Linked DNA regions of Zea mays: all the other regions are linked to region 3. Evidence: chromatin contacts called from public Hi-C data. All regions are on one chromosome and are shown on one strand. Each heading gives the region's core, a stretch centred on a gene start, on an enhancer-like site or on the middle of the called end of the contact. The rest is flanking DNA. Distances are from core to core; before and after follow the strand shown.

Evidence for each region. Hi-C and Micro-C count contacts between places; a contact is called where the count stands out from the background.
Region 1: a contact with region 3 is called in a Hi-C map of leaf, with 5 times the contacts expected there. The contact joins the promoter of LOC109939172 here to the promoter of LOC100284362 in region 3. A contact is called at or near these places in 2 of 25 Hi-C or Micro-C datasets (ear and leaf).
Region 2: a Hi-C map of bundle sheath shows a contact between it and region 3, with 2.8 times the contacts expected there. The contact joins the promoter of LOC103635342 here to the promoter of LOC100284362 in region 3. A contact is called at or near these places in 9 of 25 Hi-C or Micro-C datasets (bundle sheath, ear, endosperm and 3 more).

What each region holds. Positions count from the first base shown.
Region 1 is chr8:72,675,363-72,680,173 of Zm-B73-REFERENCE-NAM-5.0, forward strand. It overlaps LOC109939172 (sugar transporter ERD6-like 6), which reads left to right and starts at 2,736. Exons shown (of 18, transcript XR_004851970.1): 1 at 2,736-3,634; 2 at 3,753-3,842.
Region 2 is chr8:72,571,380-72,575,950 of Zm-B73-REFERENCE-NAM-5.0, forward strand. It overlaps LOC103635342 (putative rRNA methyltransferase), which reads left to right and starts at 3,012. Exons shown (of 11, transcript NM_001363596.1): 1 at 3,012-3,549; 2 at 4,020-4,067; 3 at 4,158-4,313; 4 at 4,400-4,443. The coding sequence starts at 3,076. It overlaps ERA1 (GTPase ERA1, chloroplastic), which reads right to left and starts at 2,874. Exons shown (of 9, transcript NM_001363285.1): 1 at 2,458-2,874; 2 at 1,709-1,854; 3 at 1,441-1,581; 4 at 1,246-1,359; 5 at 1,021-1,146; 6 at 52-150. The coding sequence starts at 2,812.
Region 3 is chr8:72,274,755-72,279,539 of Zm-B73-REFERENCE-NAM-5.0, forward strand. LOC100284362 (aspartic proteinase oryzasin-1) reads left to right here and starts at 2,805. Exons shown (of 13, transcript NM_001157257.1): 1 at 2,805-3,427; 2 at 3,541-3,601. The coding sequence starts at 3,047. LOC109941436 (a long non-coding RNA gene) reads right to left here. Exons shown (of 2, transcript XR_002264072.2): 2 at 3,666-4,667.

The DNA of each region.
Region 1 (4,811 bases), core at 1,486-3,985, 400 kb after region 3:
CTAGTGCTGGAGGTCGTGATGATCACCTTAAGAGTCTCCCCTCCATCGGGAGTCTTCTCGGCCACCACTTTTCTGCAAGAAATTTTATGATTCCCATCTATCTCTCTTGTGTTGCCGATGATTATCTCTTTGTCTTTGCCCTTATCGGCTGTGTTTGGCCGAACCAGGATCCTGTTGCCCTCAAAATCGATCATGTTCATCGGAAAGGGCTCCGTGTCCACCTGCATTTCCTGAAATTTCAATCGTCCTTCGTTAATGGCCGATTGAATCTGTCGACGGAATACATTACAATCATTAGTGGCATGAGAAAATGAGTTATGCCACTTGCAGTATGCACGGCGTTTCAGCTCGTCGACGGATGGAACAGTGTGATTTATTCTAATGTTGCCATTTTTGAGTAATTCATCAAATATTTTATCACATTTACCGACATTAAATATAAACTTAACCTCCTCTTGCCGTTTCTTTTGAACCGGCTGCAAGTTTGGCCTGTTTTGGCCAAACCATTTCAGCCGCGTATACCTCTGCTGATTCGTCATCCGAGCTACTCTGGTCGCACTCTACTATATGCACATTGTGACGAATTGTTTTAGTAGTTTCTTTGCTCCAGCTCTCACAAGCCAAAGCTCTTTGATGTAATTGTGCTAGCGTAAAGAACTGGATACCTTCTATTCTTTCTTTTAAATAATATCATAGTCCATTGAAGGCTAATCCTGCTAGCTGTTTTTCCGCTAATTGTATTTGGAAGCATCGGTTTCTTGTATCCCGGAATCTCCGGATATAGTCATTAACCGATTCGTCTTTCCCCTGTCGCAAGGCCACTAGGTCTACCAAATCTAACTCATAGTCACCGGAGAAAAAGTGGTCATGAATTTTTTGTTCTAACTCCCCCCATGACAAAATAGAATTAGGAGGTAAAGTGGCGTACCATGCGAACGCGGTTCCTATTAAAGATAATGAAAATAAACACACGCGAAATGCTTCTGTGTCGGCCAATTCTCCTAATTCTTGGTCACCCGAAATTTTTGCGAATTCGGGTATCCTGGTGCCCTGGGGGTATGGGTGGTGATCAAATCGGCTGTCATAAGGTTTCTGATATGATTGCCCCCCAGACACCATGCTTACTCCGATCTTATCTTGGAACGCCCCGGCTATTTCCTCCCTCACTATATCGATGGCAGCCGGTGGGAGACCACCGACTCTCTAGTTAAACATAGGTGGGGTTGGCTGGATATTAGCATGTTGTCTTTCCCCCCATTGGTTTGAGCTATGTGGTGCATTGCCATTTACCCTATCTGGCTCATAGGATTGATCGTTTCTTTCCGGCCTTCTAGGCGGGGCTAGAAAGTTCTCCTGGGCTCGGGATTTTGTATTAATGGGCTGATGCATTGCATAGTGTGATGGGAAGTGTTGCTGGGACGGGTGAGAATTCAGGTAATAATCCTTCTCAAAAAACTCATGTACGGACTGTCCGGACATGTACCCGGACCGTCCGTGATTATATGCGGACCGTTTGTCATTGTATGCGGACGGTCCGACCTGGTAGTTTAGATTCTGTGTCATATGTTGTGGCTCGGGTGCATGCTGGGTAACTCATTAAAAATGGGCCCGGCCGTTGCTGGCCCGGACGGTCCGCGCTCACGTGCGGACGGTCCGGGCATGTGCAGATCGCTTGATTTACTGTCGATTTGTGGTTGCTCAGGGTATGTGTCCATCGACATCCCATAAAGGGGTTGTAACTGGTCGTGACAACCTATAGCCGATGTATTACGCGTGTTACCCTATAATTCAACCTCGTGCGAAGGAAAATTTGCGATACTAGATTTATCAAATGCACGTACTAGTCTCCTATAATCGTTTTGCATACCCCTATGATATTTTGCATTTGTTCTCGTTGTTCATCTACATAATTCTTAAGAGATTGTAGCTCGTTTGTATTACTTACATTGGGTCGGAGCGAAGCCGGATCCGTCGCCCGTTGTCGGACGACTTTATTGTTCCTGTCCACCTTGAAGTTAGCCAAAAACTTCGCTTTTGCCTCTTGTATCAGATGCTCCTTGTGCTCCTCGAACTGGAGTTGTTCGTCAGCCGGCAAGGTTTCCCAAGTCGGCTCTATAATGTTGTTGGGGGAGACTTCAGAACTATCCATTGAACCGGCCATTGAGGGCCGATTTGATAGGTCTAGATGTGTGTTCCCCAGCGGAGTCGCCAAAAAGTATGTTGACACTTTTTTCGGGCGCCAATCACTCAACACGAACCAGCGGCGGTGCTCTCTGCACAGGGGCGGACGGTGCGGCCTGGTGCGAGGCTAGGATTTCCTGCCTGACGACTGGACGGTCCGCGCCCTGGGACCGGACGGTCCGCGCGTGCGCAAGGGCGGCGGAAGATCGTCGGTGGCGCCTGGATCTCGCTCTCAGGAGGGACCCTGTCGGGGAGGAGAGATCCTAGGTGATGTATAGGCTCGGCAGGCCGACCTAGACTTCTCTAATTGACGTAGAGTCGAAGAGAAGCGAAGAATTTGAAGATTGTAAGACTAACCTAGAACAGAGTAGAACTACTCCTAAGAATAAATGTAAATTGTATTGATTGAGGGTTCGATTGATTGATTAAATTGGCCGTATTTCTCTACTTTTATAGAGAAGAGGGGCTGGATCGTTACCAACAAAATTCCAAGCTTATTCCGAGGAAACTCAGAACCCTAATTTATTCTGCGCTTGCGCGGACCATCCGGTCCAAATCGGGACACTCATTTTGGCACCCAACAGTACGCAAGTCAGCGGCTGCGAGGGCAAGGACGGCGGCAGGAAGCAGAGGAGAGGAGCGCGAGGAAGCAAGTGTAGATGGCGTCGACAGCGGAGGTCTCGAGCTGCTTGCTGATAGAGGATGGAGCGCGCGAGGGAGTGGAACGGAGGGGGAGGCGGCGAAGGTGGGGATCTCACTGGAGGCAATGACCGTGGCGAGAAGGGAGTCGCCGACTAGGCAAGGCGTCCAGGAGGCCGGACGCCGAGTCCTGTCGCCTCGCCTCGCCTGTGACAGTGACAGTAGTCACAGTGCCGAGAAACGGCAAAACAACACGGCCAACATGACATGTGGATGATGAGCTGGTAGTCATGTCCAGCTCAGCTCAGAAATGGGACCCCGGCGAGACCTGCCGCCTATCACGAGTTTCACGACGGCGACTCGGCTTGCCCATTCAATGGAGGTGGTGGGTCTCCCCCGTTTCGTCTCCTGCCATTCGTCCTCCTCCTCCCCTGTCTCTCTCTCCATCCATCCAATCCCACCTGGAGAAAAACGAGACAAATCAAATCTCGCCGCGAGTTGGGCGCTGAGCGCGGGCGCCATGGCGAGCAACAGCGCGCCCGGCGCCGGCTACGAGTGCGGCAGCGACAACGACGGCGGGCTGCACAAGCCGCTGCTGCCCAACAGCGGGAGCTGCCAACGGACGGGGTCGCGCCAGCCCAGCCTCAACGCCGCCGGCACCTCCTCCAGGGCCGTCCTGCGCGAGTCCCACGTCTCCGCCTTCCTCTGCACGCTCATCGTCGCGCTCGGCCCCATCCAGTGCGGCTTCACAAGCGGCTACTCCTCGCCGACGCAGGACGGCATCATCCGGGACCTCAACCTCTCCATCTCCGAGGTACCTCCTGGCTGCAGTTTCTACGTCCTAACGCTAGCTTTGTCTTCACGCTCGGCTCGGCGCGTTCGTCTCAAAATCAAACGAACAAATAATTGATGGAGCTCCGTCGCCTCCCCAGTTCTCGGCGTTCGGTTCGCTGTCCAACGTGGGCGCCATGGTCGGGGCGATCGCCAGCGGCCAGATGGCCAAGTACATTGGCCGGAGAGGGGTGAGAAACAACTCTGCTTTCTTCATTTTTCTACGACTTGTTTCCTTGCAAATGTCTCAGAAAATTGTTCTGTCAGTTTCGTGGTCTATGCTGCTCGGGCCCATTTTTGGGTGGGTGGTTTTGATGACTCTGTGCAGAGAGGGTCGACAGCACCACTGGCCACTATCCACTACTTAAATTTATCACGTTTTCTATATTTAATATGCCTAAATTTTAAAGATGATTTCAAGCAACACCTTTATACCACCAATAAATTGTTATTTTTGCGATTTTTATTTGTCTTTTGTGGCATTGTATATCAATTTCTTATTCTTGTCTGACTACAGAAATGATTGTAAACTATTATTTGTTTTTATGCCAACATAAATAAGATTTTGAAGGGTTTGTGGTTTTGTCCGGTGGAGTTTTTATTCACGGAACCAAAAATCACAGACTGTATCTACAGAAACTGCAATTTTAAATTTTAATTTAGGGGGTGTCTAGTTACAACCCAGCTAAACTTTAACCCTTTAACCTCAAATGTTTGAATGATAGTTACGGATACAAATATAATTTAATTATAAAACAAATTACACAAATAAAGAATAAAAGATTATACAAATTTATTAAACCTAATTAAGCCTATATTTAATATTTATAATTCATATTCAAACCTTTGATGTGACAAGAATTAAAATTTAGTTCGGGAACGAAACACCTCTTTAATTAGAGTGTAGACTTAAGTGCCCTGAACAAGAAAAAACTAGAGTAGAGTAAATGCTGTTTGGTTGCGTAAAGGTAACACACACGTCAAAGGAAGAGAATCAAAGATTACGCGCTTTTTGGTCCGTCATAAGAAAACGATTACATGATTCTTCTTTTTTCTGTTCATTCATCCGTGGTAACGGGAAACCTAATCAGTTAACGACCAGATCGGCTGTGATAGATTTACTGAATCTTGGGATCAGTTACCCTGCTATCACTTCACGA
Region 2 (4,571 bases), core at 1,762-4,261, 300 kb after region 3:
AATGGAGAGCATGCTGCATTAAACGGATGAGGAAAACACAAAAGGATATACCTGGCATGAATAAGGAATTTCCTGCCTGTACTGAACAAAAATCTTTTCCCTCACTATTTCACCAACAAAAAATCTCTCAGGGTGTTCGCTAGCTATATCCTGAAACATGGTGAACCACATGGCTAGATACATGAAAACAAAAATATGCCTATTAATCTCAAATAATCCCACGTAGTACAACATCTAACAAGAAATAGACGGGTCCGTTCAACTGAGGAATCATATTACAGAGCATACGCTCAACCACAGAGCAACAAAGAGGGTGATAACACTGTACTAAAAATCTCTCAGGGTGTTCGCTAGCTATATCCTGAAACATGGTGAACCACATGGATAAGTACATGAACAAAATATGCCTATTAATCTCAAATAATCCCACGTAGTACAGCATCTAACAAGAAATAGATGGGTTCAACTGAGGAAACATATTACAGAGCATATGCTCCTCAACTACAGAGCGACAAAGAGGGTGATAACACTGTAGTAAAAGGGTGTAAACCTACTGCTTAGCATCAGCTAGACGAAATAAAAATATGTCGGGGAAGTTCCTATTCTCTGGCTTTTGAGAAAATATTTCTCCACAACCCAGTTGTACCAGCCTGGCAAGAACATAGTAACCATTGCATGCTAATTCTTACATTAGCGGTTTCAAGTTCATATTGTTATAAGTTCACTAATACTAGAAAAAGAAAACCACTATGCCATCTGCAAAAGGATGATTTGCCAATGCATCCATCCATCAAATTAAGATTAACACAAGATTTGTCGGATTCAGCACTAGAATAGGCATATCAAGTTCAACTATAATGATATTCAGGAGCGCACTCTTTACCACACAGACAAAAATATTTACTAAAATGTTCTGAGCATCTGAACTACTCTCTCTAAGGACAGATAATGACATTTAAAGGTAAGCAAAGCACAGAGGAAATGCCATTATATAAAAATATATGAATGATTTGCTAATACCTTGGGGTAGTAAGCAGGACCCAGAGGGAGCTTTGACAATATCCACTCCTTGATATCATCCACTCCATGACCAAATTTAGCACTTATTGGTATAACATCATCAACATTAGTAAATTTTTGGTACCACTGTTAAAAGAGTCGTCTAGAAATCAATACCGTCTTTATGCAGAGGAAAGCACAAAAGAAACAGGGAACCACCTTTCGACAATTTTATAAGGTTCGCACCTCAAGTTTCTTTGCGATTTCTCCGGGTTTTATGAGATCTTTCTTGTTCAATACCAGCAGTACAGGAAGTCCAATATCTTTGTTTCCAACACCTTCTTCAAGCATTTCATCAATCTAAAAGCTCAAAGCTTACAAGATGTAAGGTAAAATGGTTGAATGTTAGGATGGATTATTCTTTCTTACTGCTCGCAATACCTTTTCAGGAGTTTTGCAAGCATCAGCAACAACAAGCACACAGTCCGCACTGCCGATAGCGCTCCTAACATTCTTCATCATCATACTGTCCAGCTTATGCATCTCCTTTTTAATAACACCAGGAGTGTCATAAAGTATAATCTGCAAACTAAACGATAACTCAGATTAGCAGCGAAAAGCAACATGATCCACTTGATGCTAATGGGGTTATGGGACCGAAAACTTCCGAGGATCTTAATTTGTATTGAACTGAATTAAATTCTGATACCTGGTACTCTGGTTCAGAACATATACCAAGAATGCGATGTCTTGTCGTTTGCGGTTTATCTGTTACAATTGAAAGTTTCTGACCAACCATTTGGTTAATAAGTGTGCTCTTGCCAACATTTGGCTTCCCCAATACAGCAACATAACCTGAGGAGACACCGTATCAGTACGCTAATCATCCAATGTGGATCAATTTCCTTTCTGCCCCGTTTGGATCATTAGAATTGAATTCCATTCTAATAATAGTAATTTAGCCATATATCAATTAAGCTAATTCAGTTTTATACAAAATATATTTGTATACTGTTATTAGCAAGATGTCGGAGATATTTATGCACTATATTTTTACTATAGAGGAGTGAGACGAAAAGTGTCACGTAAGTTACAGAGTAGAAACAAATTCTACTACTGTATAAAACCATTTCCCATCCCTCACCCCATGAATTTGAGATAGACTAATATCTGAACTTTGGAAAGTGGTGGAATGTCAAATTCCAAACTAAATAAGTTACTTTATTGAGTGAATTCCAATTCCTCGAAAATGAAGGGATCCAAACGCCCCGTTCTGGAATTTTGACGAAAATGCTCCTGCGCATCGCAATGCAACTTTGCAAGCACCATAATTTTACTTTACGAACTAGGACGAAATTTGGCTAATAAAATTTATAACTAATTGCATGGCGTCAATTCCTAAGCTTAAAAAATACTAAACCCGAGTAATTTCAAACGCACAGAAGTGAGGAGCCTAACCGCTACGATGATTGGCGCAAAGAGAGGTGCCCAGTTCCTCCGACTCGTACTCATCCAGCAGCGCCAGGCTCCGGTCCGGCTTCTCGATGAGCTCCAGGCGCGGCCTTGTGCTCACCGCCGGTTCAGCCTCCTCTTCCATTTCTTCTTCCACCATCTCCTCCTCTTCCACTCCTGAATAGGTCATAATCGCATTGCACACAACCCCAGCTCCATGCTTCAGTCTCGAGGCATGGATGCGTCTTCCTCGAAGCACACGCGAGGAAACAAAATCCGGTGGTAGGGAAAGAGCTCTACGGGAGAGACACGGCAGCAGCGGTGGCGGCGCGACGAGCCGGAGCGCTAGGCCAAGCTCCATCCCGCGAGAGTGCAGAGTGAGCAGTGATGTGTCGACGTGCGTCCGCCATTGGGGATAAGAAGGGAGGCGACGAGACGTTTTCAGCCCATTTGTAAAGGCCCATAAAAGGAAAAGGCCTAGCCCATGAGCCGCTCAACGGCCTAACCGCCACGGAGCCCTCCGACAAGGCAAGCACCCAACCGCCGCCGGAGCCCGGAGCAAAACCATCTCCAAAACCCTAGCCCCCATCCCCTCGCTGGAAAGTCTCGTCGGCGGCCGCGGAGATGGGCAAGGCGAAGGGGAAGCAGCGTCAGGACAAGTTCTACCACCTAGCCAAGGAGCAAGGGTATCGGAGTCGCGCGGCGTTCAAGCTGCTCCAGCTCGACGCGCGGTTCCGCTTCCTCCTGACGGCGCACTCGGTGCTCGACCTCTGCGCCGCGCCGGGAGGGTGGGTTCAGGTGGCCGTCAACCATGCCCCAGTCGGAGCCTTCGTCGTCGGCGTCGACCTCGTTCCCATCCGCCCCATTCGCGGGGCCCACTCGCTCACCGAGGACATCACCACCACCAAGTGCCGCGCCGCGGTGCGGAGGCTCATGGACTCCAATGGCGTCTCCGCCTTCGACGTCGTGCTCCACGATGGGTCGCCCAACGTCGGTGGTGCCTGGGCGCAGGAGGCCACATCGCAGTCGGCGCTAGTTATTGACGCACTGCGCCTCGCTACCATGTTCCTCGCCCCCAAGGGCGCCTTCATCACGAAGGTAAAAGATTCCACAGAAGAAGAATGCTCAATGTTGCAGTTGGCACTCTCACTGGCTTCAATTTGTAATTCAGCGTGATGCTTATTTTTCTTCAAGTATGTGAATGCAGAGTATCTTCTTTGAAAGTACACAATAAACACGCCCTAAATTATGAGTGGCAGCAAGCTATCTTGACATTTTCATCTCTAGGCAGATGTGTTCGTGTGTGTGCATGCCTTATTAGATAGTGCACCTAGGGTTCATAGTGGTTTTGTATTGCACGGACAATGAAGCAGTATTGAATTATCCATTCTTCTGACATATTGAGTGGTTTTGACAGTTTATACCTTCTTACAGAGTTGTCATGTGTTTTATTGACTCATCTCCTTCAGCTGTTGAATCAGCTTTCCTTCAGTTGTGAATTACCTTTTGTTGTTCTCATTGTCTCACATTTCAATACATGTTTAATCAACTATTCTTTTCTTCAACAGGTTTTTAGGTCTCAAGATTACAACGCTATTATGTACTGTCTTAAACAGGTGTGTGCATTCATTAAATGTTTTGTAACACTTTTTATAATTTTTTTGTATTTGGTTAATTGAAACATCAAATATCATCTTGTCTTGCAGTTGTTTGAGAAGGTTGAGGCAACTAAACCTACGGCAAGTCGGTCTACATCTGCTGAAATTTATATCATCTGTCTGAAATATAAGGCTCCCGCAAAGATTCAACCAGAACTTCTTGATATAAAGCACTTGTTCAGTGTGGTTCCAGAACAGACCAAAGTATGTTGAGCCACCTGTCATCTGTCTAGTTTCTTTTCTTTTTTCTGCTAGCATACCTTGATTTTGGAAATGTTTGTACTCTGCAGTCTAGGGATGTTATGGATGGTAGGAAAAAGAGACACCGTGATGGGTACGCTCCCTTGTCACACCATTGCTGGAGTTTGCCTGCTTGTTTTCCTTTTCCCCTTCTGAAAGTATGCATCTTTTTTATATACTTGTTAGCATGATTAGCAGTGTTCACATCATAGTGGAGTATAA
Region 3 (4,785 bases), core at 1,555-4,054:
CCGATGTTAAGAACATAAATGCAATGTTTGGGTTCTTTGACACAGCCACAGGCATCGAAAGAACATCCCTAATAACCACCGATGAAACTATCTCTTCATCAGTTCGCTCCCGAGCAACAGCAGTTGTGGTCCAAGGATACCTAGATATAGATGTGTTTGGCGCATGGGGCTGAGGAGCGTGAGGGAAATATCTCTTCATGTGTTTGGCGCATGTCGGCATGGAGCAATAGGATGCGGCGAGGCAGGGCACACGCAGGTGTGGGCGGAACTATCAAGGAGCTAATCGCCGCACCAGCTCCCACGCGCGGTGAGCGTACACCACAACCTCGTCGTCCCACTCCCACCCATCCACCAGCTGAGGTGGGACGCGGCCAGGTCGGAGAGGCGGCGAGGGGGAGAGAGGGGTGGCTCGGCGGCCAAAAAAGGGGCACGACGAGGGGGAGAGGGGGGGCATGACCTACCCGAGTCGTCGGTGAAGAAGCGGGCACGAGCGAGGAGCTCCTATGATGGAAACCTGCAGTGGTCGGGGGGAGGGGGTGCCGATGTCGAACGGGGGCGGGGTCACGTTTGTAGCCCCTGTGGATGCCTCCAGCGCTTGCGCTACCATGGAGCGGTCACAGACGGAGACCGGGGTTGGACGGCGACGGTCGCGGATCCGGGCATCGCCGATGGGGGAGGGGAAGGGGAAGGGAAAGGGGAAGGGAGGGGGAGGCCTCGAATCCCGGATACATCCACGGGGGTGTTCTCGGCGGACGCAGCACGTGGCGAGGGGAGCAGGGTGGCGGTCGCAGACGACTTCGGGAGATGGGGGTGGGGACAGGCGAGGGCGCGACACTAGAGCAGAGGGGGAGGCGGGCGTGCGAGAGTCGCGAGCTGGCGGTGTGGGTACCGGAGGGATGCCTGCAGTGGCGAAGCCACCAGGGGGGCCGGAGTGGGCCTGGCACCCCCCAATGGCCCAAGCAAATCAGATTAATAATGTATTCTATAGCCCATTATTTTGCTGCCAGTTTATTATTTGGTAGTCTGAAGCCCTTAATTTTTGGCCCAACCAAGTGGATTAGTTAAGCTGGGTAAATATTCTTCTTATCCGATGATAGATAAATTATTGAGATTACTCTTAACTCTTCCTGTGTCAACTGCGACCACAGAGAGAGAGCCTTTTCAACTATGAAATTTGTGAAGACACGTCTTCAAAGAAAAATGGGAGATGCCTATTTACGGGATTATCTGGTCGTTTATATTGAAAGGGAATTAGCGGCAATGATTTGTTCTGATGATATTATCAAGGTCTATGATCTAGCTAATACACGTAGAGCTAAATTCAAAATAACTGAGATGTAATTTTATTTAGTTTGACAAAATAGATGATGTTTCATTATACTGTTTTTTAATGAAGATTATATATTAATATATACATTGTAGTTGGTTCTCTTGCCATTTTTATATTGTGTCCTTGCTGGTTTGGTCGCTTGGAGGCTAAGCCTGCCCCCTCTGTCTTTGGATCCTGGCTTCGCCTCTGGATGCCTGGGTGCGGATTTCGCGGCGGCGGCGGGCGTGCGGCGTTGAGGTAGCGGAGGGTTTCGCTGGGGAGGGCGTTGCGGGCTTAAGGGCGTGCGAGACGACGGGATGCGCGGGGAATGCGTTGCGGTGGACAGGCGGGCGTGCGGAGGTTTCGCGCGGCCGGGCGTGCGGTAGCGGGGGAGGGGCGCGGGGGCAGTCTACAATCCATCCTTAATAGTTAGTAGAGATAGAGATTTTGCAGATTTCCGGTTAGCTCTACCGTTCATGTATTGTATGTATTGTATGGCCGGATATAAACCATGATTCCACGAATCATACATTTATCAAATATCTAGGTACATAGTGGGTTGGCGTGCACGCGAGGGGTGTGCGGTGCGGAGCAGAATCCCGCGCCCAGCAGCAACGTGCCGCTCTACTCACACGCTATCCTACCCCGCTGTCTACGCCGGCCGGGTGTGGCCCCAAGACGAGTAGGCCCACCACCGTCGGATGGAGGGAGCCACGACGACACGAGCTGGGTACGTACGGGCTAGTAGCGCATGCCATTGCCATGCGTCGCGTACTCACGTTAAACAGCACAGCACGACAAGGAGATTCCACGGAGTATTCATGCAAGCTATCTACGTGTCGCTCTCTACGCTAGCGGGTCGGGTTGCGGGTTGCCTACCGTAACTTTATCAGTGTCACAAAGCAAAAACCCCGCCGGCTCTTTTTTTTTTTACAAAAGTGCTCTTACTCCTAGGTTTGCGCGTGTTCATAGATAGACATGGGGTCAACATGTACCTACTGGTGTTTGAAAAATGAAAAACTATACTAGCATATAGTATCCTTTAATTGAATATAACTAAACGAATATTTGTTACTTGAAGGCAAAGTAACCGGCAGGCACAGCACCGGACGCGACCTGCTACTGATCGTGATCGGGCACTTCACTTGCTGGGTAGTGGGTACCCGACCCGCGCCAGTTCTGACCCCGGGCACGAGACGCCCCTATCCTCAACCAACGGCCGATCTCATACGTCCACTGGATCCGACGGCCAGAAGGGCGCGTGGCCCCACCCCGCCTGCTCTTTATACCCGCCGCCGCCCCACCACGCCTCCGCTCCGCAGTTGCTGGCACGTCAGTTGCTACCTTTCTCTTCTGCTGCTCGCCCTCGGTTTCTGGTGAGTTCGCCGCTTCTCGTGGACTCGCCTTGACTGCGTCCGGCGGTGTCTGATGCGTGCTGATCTGCTTGTTTCCGCGCGTTCGTAGTTGTAATCCGCCTTTGATCCTCGATCGATCCGATCTGCGAGGCTTTTATTTTAGACGTTGTAATAAACTCCGCTTGCAACCGCACCGAACTAATCGCGCCAGTATCAGTTACTTCTAGGAGCAGTCCTCCCGTTGTTCCAGCCAGCGCTTTCCCCATCGGCCAAGGATCTGTGCGATCTAACTAAGTCCCCTTCGAATCTCCCCACGGTCTAGGCTAACTCCGTCTCCGCCGCTCGCCGTCGGCCCCGCCTTCGGTTGCTGCAGATCGCGACCATGGGACCCCGCGGCGTCGCCCTAGCGCTCCTCGCGGCGGCGCTCCTCCAGGCCCTCGCCCCCGCGTCGGCGGCGGCGGCGGCGGCGGCGGCGGCGGGGGGCCTGGTGCGGGTCGCGCTGAAGAAGCAGCCCGTCGACCAGAACGCCCGCGTCGCCGCGCGCCTCTCCGCTGAGGAGAGGCAGCGCCTCCTCCTCCGCGGCGCCAACGCCCTGGGCTCGGCCGGCGGCGACGACGACTCCGACGTCATCGCGCTCAATAACTACATGAACGCGCAGTACTTTGGGGAGATCGGCGTCGGGACGCCGCCGCAGAAGTTCACCGTCATCTTCGACACCGGCAGCTCCAACCTCTGGGTGCCGTCCTCCAAGTGCTATTTCTCGGTGCGTCCTCGTCCGTTCCTTCGCCTCGTCGAGGTTTTTTAAGGGTCTGGCTGTGTTTTTTTTTTCGTGCTAAGACTGGACACTGGAGTGTGTTTTTCGGTTATGTGATGCAGATCGCTTGCTACTTCCACTCGCGCTACAAGTCAGGGCAGTCAAGTACTTATAAGAAGAACGGTTTGACTCTTCCTTTTTCTTGATACCGTATTTTCTCTATTTGCTCACTGTGGATTGAGATCTGCCATTCTGCCTGACTTATTCTCATATGTTTTTTTTTTCTTTCCCATCTATAGTGCTCCCATGTTATATGATCATGCCATATTAAAATTCGTGTTCTTGTGAAGGGAACACACACAAATGACAATATATGTTGAAAGCATGACAAGATGTGAAAAAACTAAACTTATATATCGGGCATCATTCTATGACCATACATAGAATGACGCATGGTCATGAATTGAATGCTAAATTTACTCCGTTTGAGCAGAGACACATTTTCTTCCCAGTTCTAACATCACAAATTCCCTTTTTATTTTTTGCTCATGTAATGCTGACAGTTTACAAAATCCTACTTTCTTTGGTCTGCCTGCTGCATGCCCTACTTTGTATTTCTAGAATATTTACGGTAAAACAGAAATTTCATCATTCATGGTTGGCAACATCAAAACAAAATCTGTGGTAGCTTGGTAATCGGAACATCTATGAAAAGGACATTAAAAGCACCTGATGTAGATGCAGTGCAAATTTGTGTAGATGTAGCGATGTGGAGCCAGCATTCAGGAATGATGACGACATTTTGCAGTAGCTTTCTTTTTTGGGCTTGATTATGACTCCTTGAATTCAATGGAAACACTAGAAGTTGGTATAATAATAACTTCAGCGTGTGACTCTAGCACACCTTACTCTGGAAATAGTCAGCCTTATTTTTCTTGTAGCATGGATATTGAAAGGTTTGCCCCTTCTTGGAATGTATATGACCTTGTTTTATCATACTAGTTATTTTTTTAAAAATAATCTTTTTAGTCCAAGCAAATTGAGGTATGCTATGTTTCAAAGGCGTCTCCTAGGTGTCCAGGAGTACCCAGCTCGCCTTGGGAAACCGTGGCGCCTTGTCTCCTAGGCATCCAGGTGGACACAACACTCGCCTGGATGCCTAATTACCTTTTAAACACTATGCTAGATATGAAACCCAACACGAGCCACCAGGAATGTACAATAAAAAAGAAGATAAAAATCATAAAACCTCCAGCTCTTCGTATTGGGCTTTATGTATGATATTTGTTTGTTTCTGGACATTGACTTGTTGTCTTGTCTCATCACTCCAGGAAAACCTGCTGCCATTCAATATGTACAATGAAAAA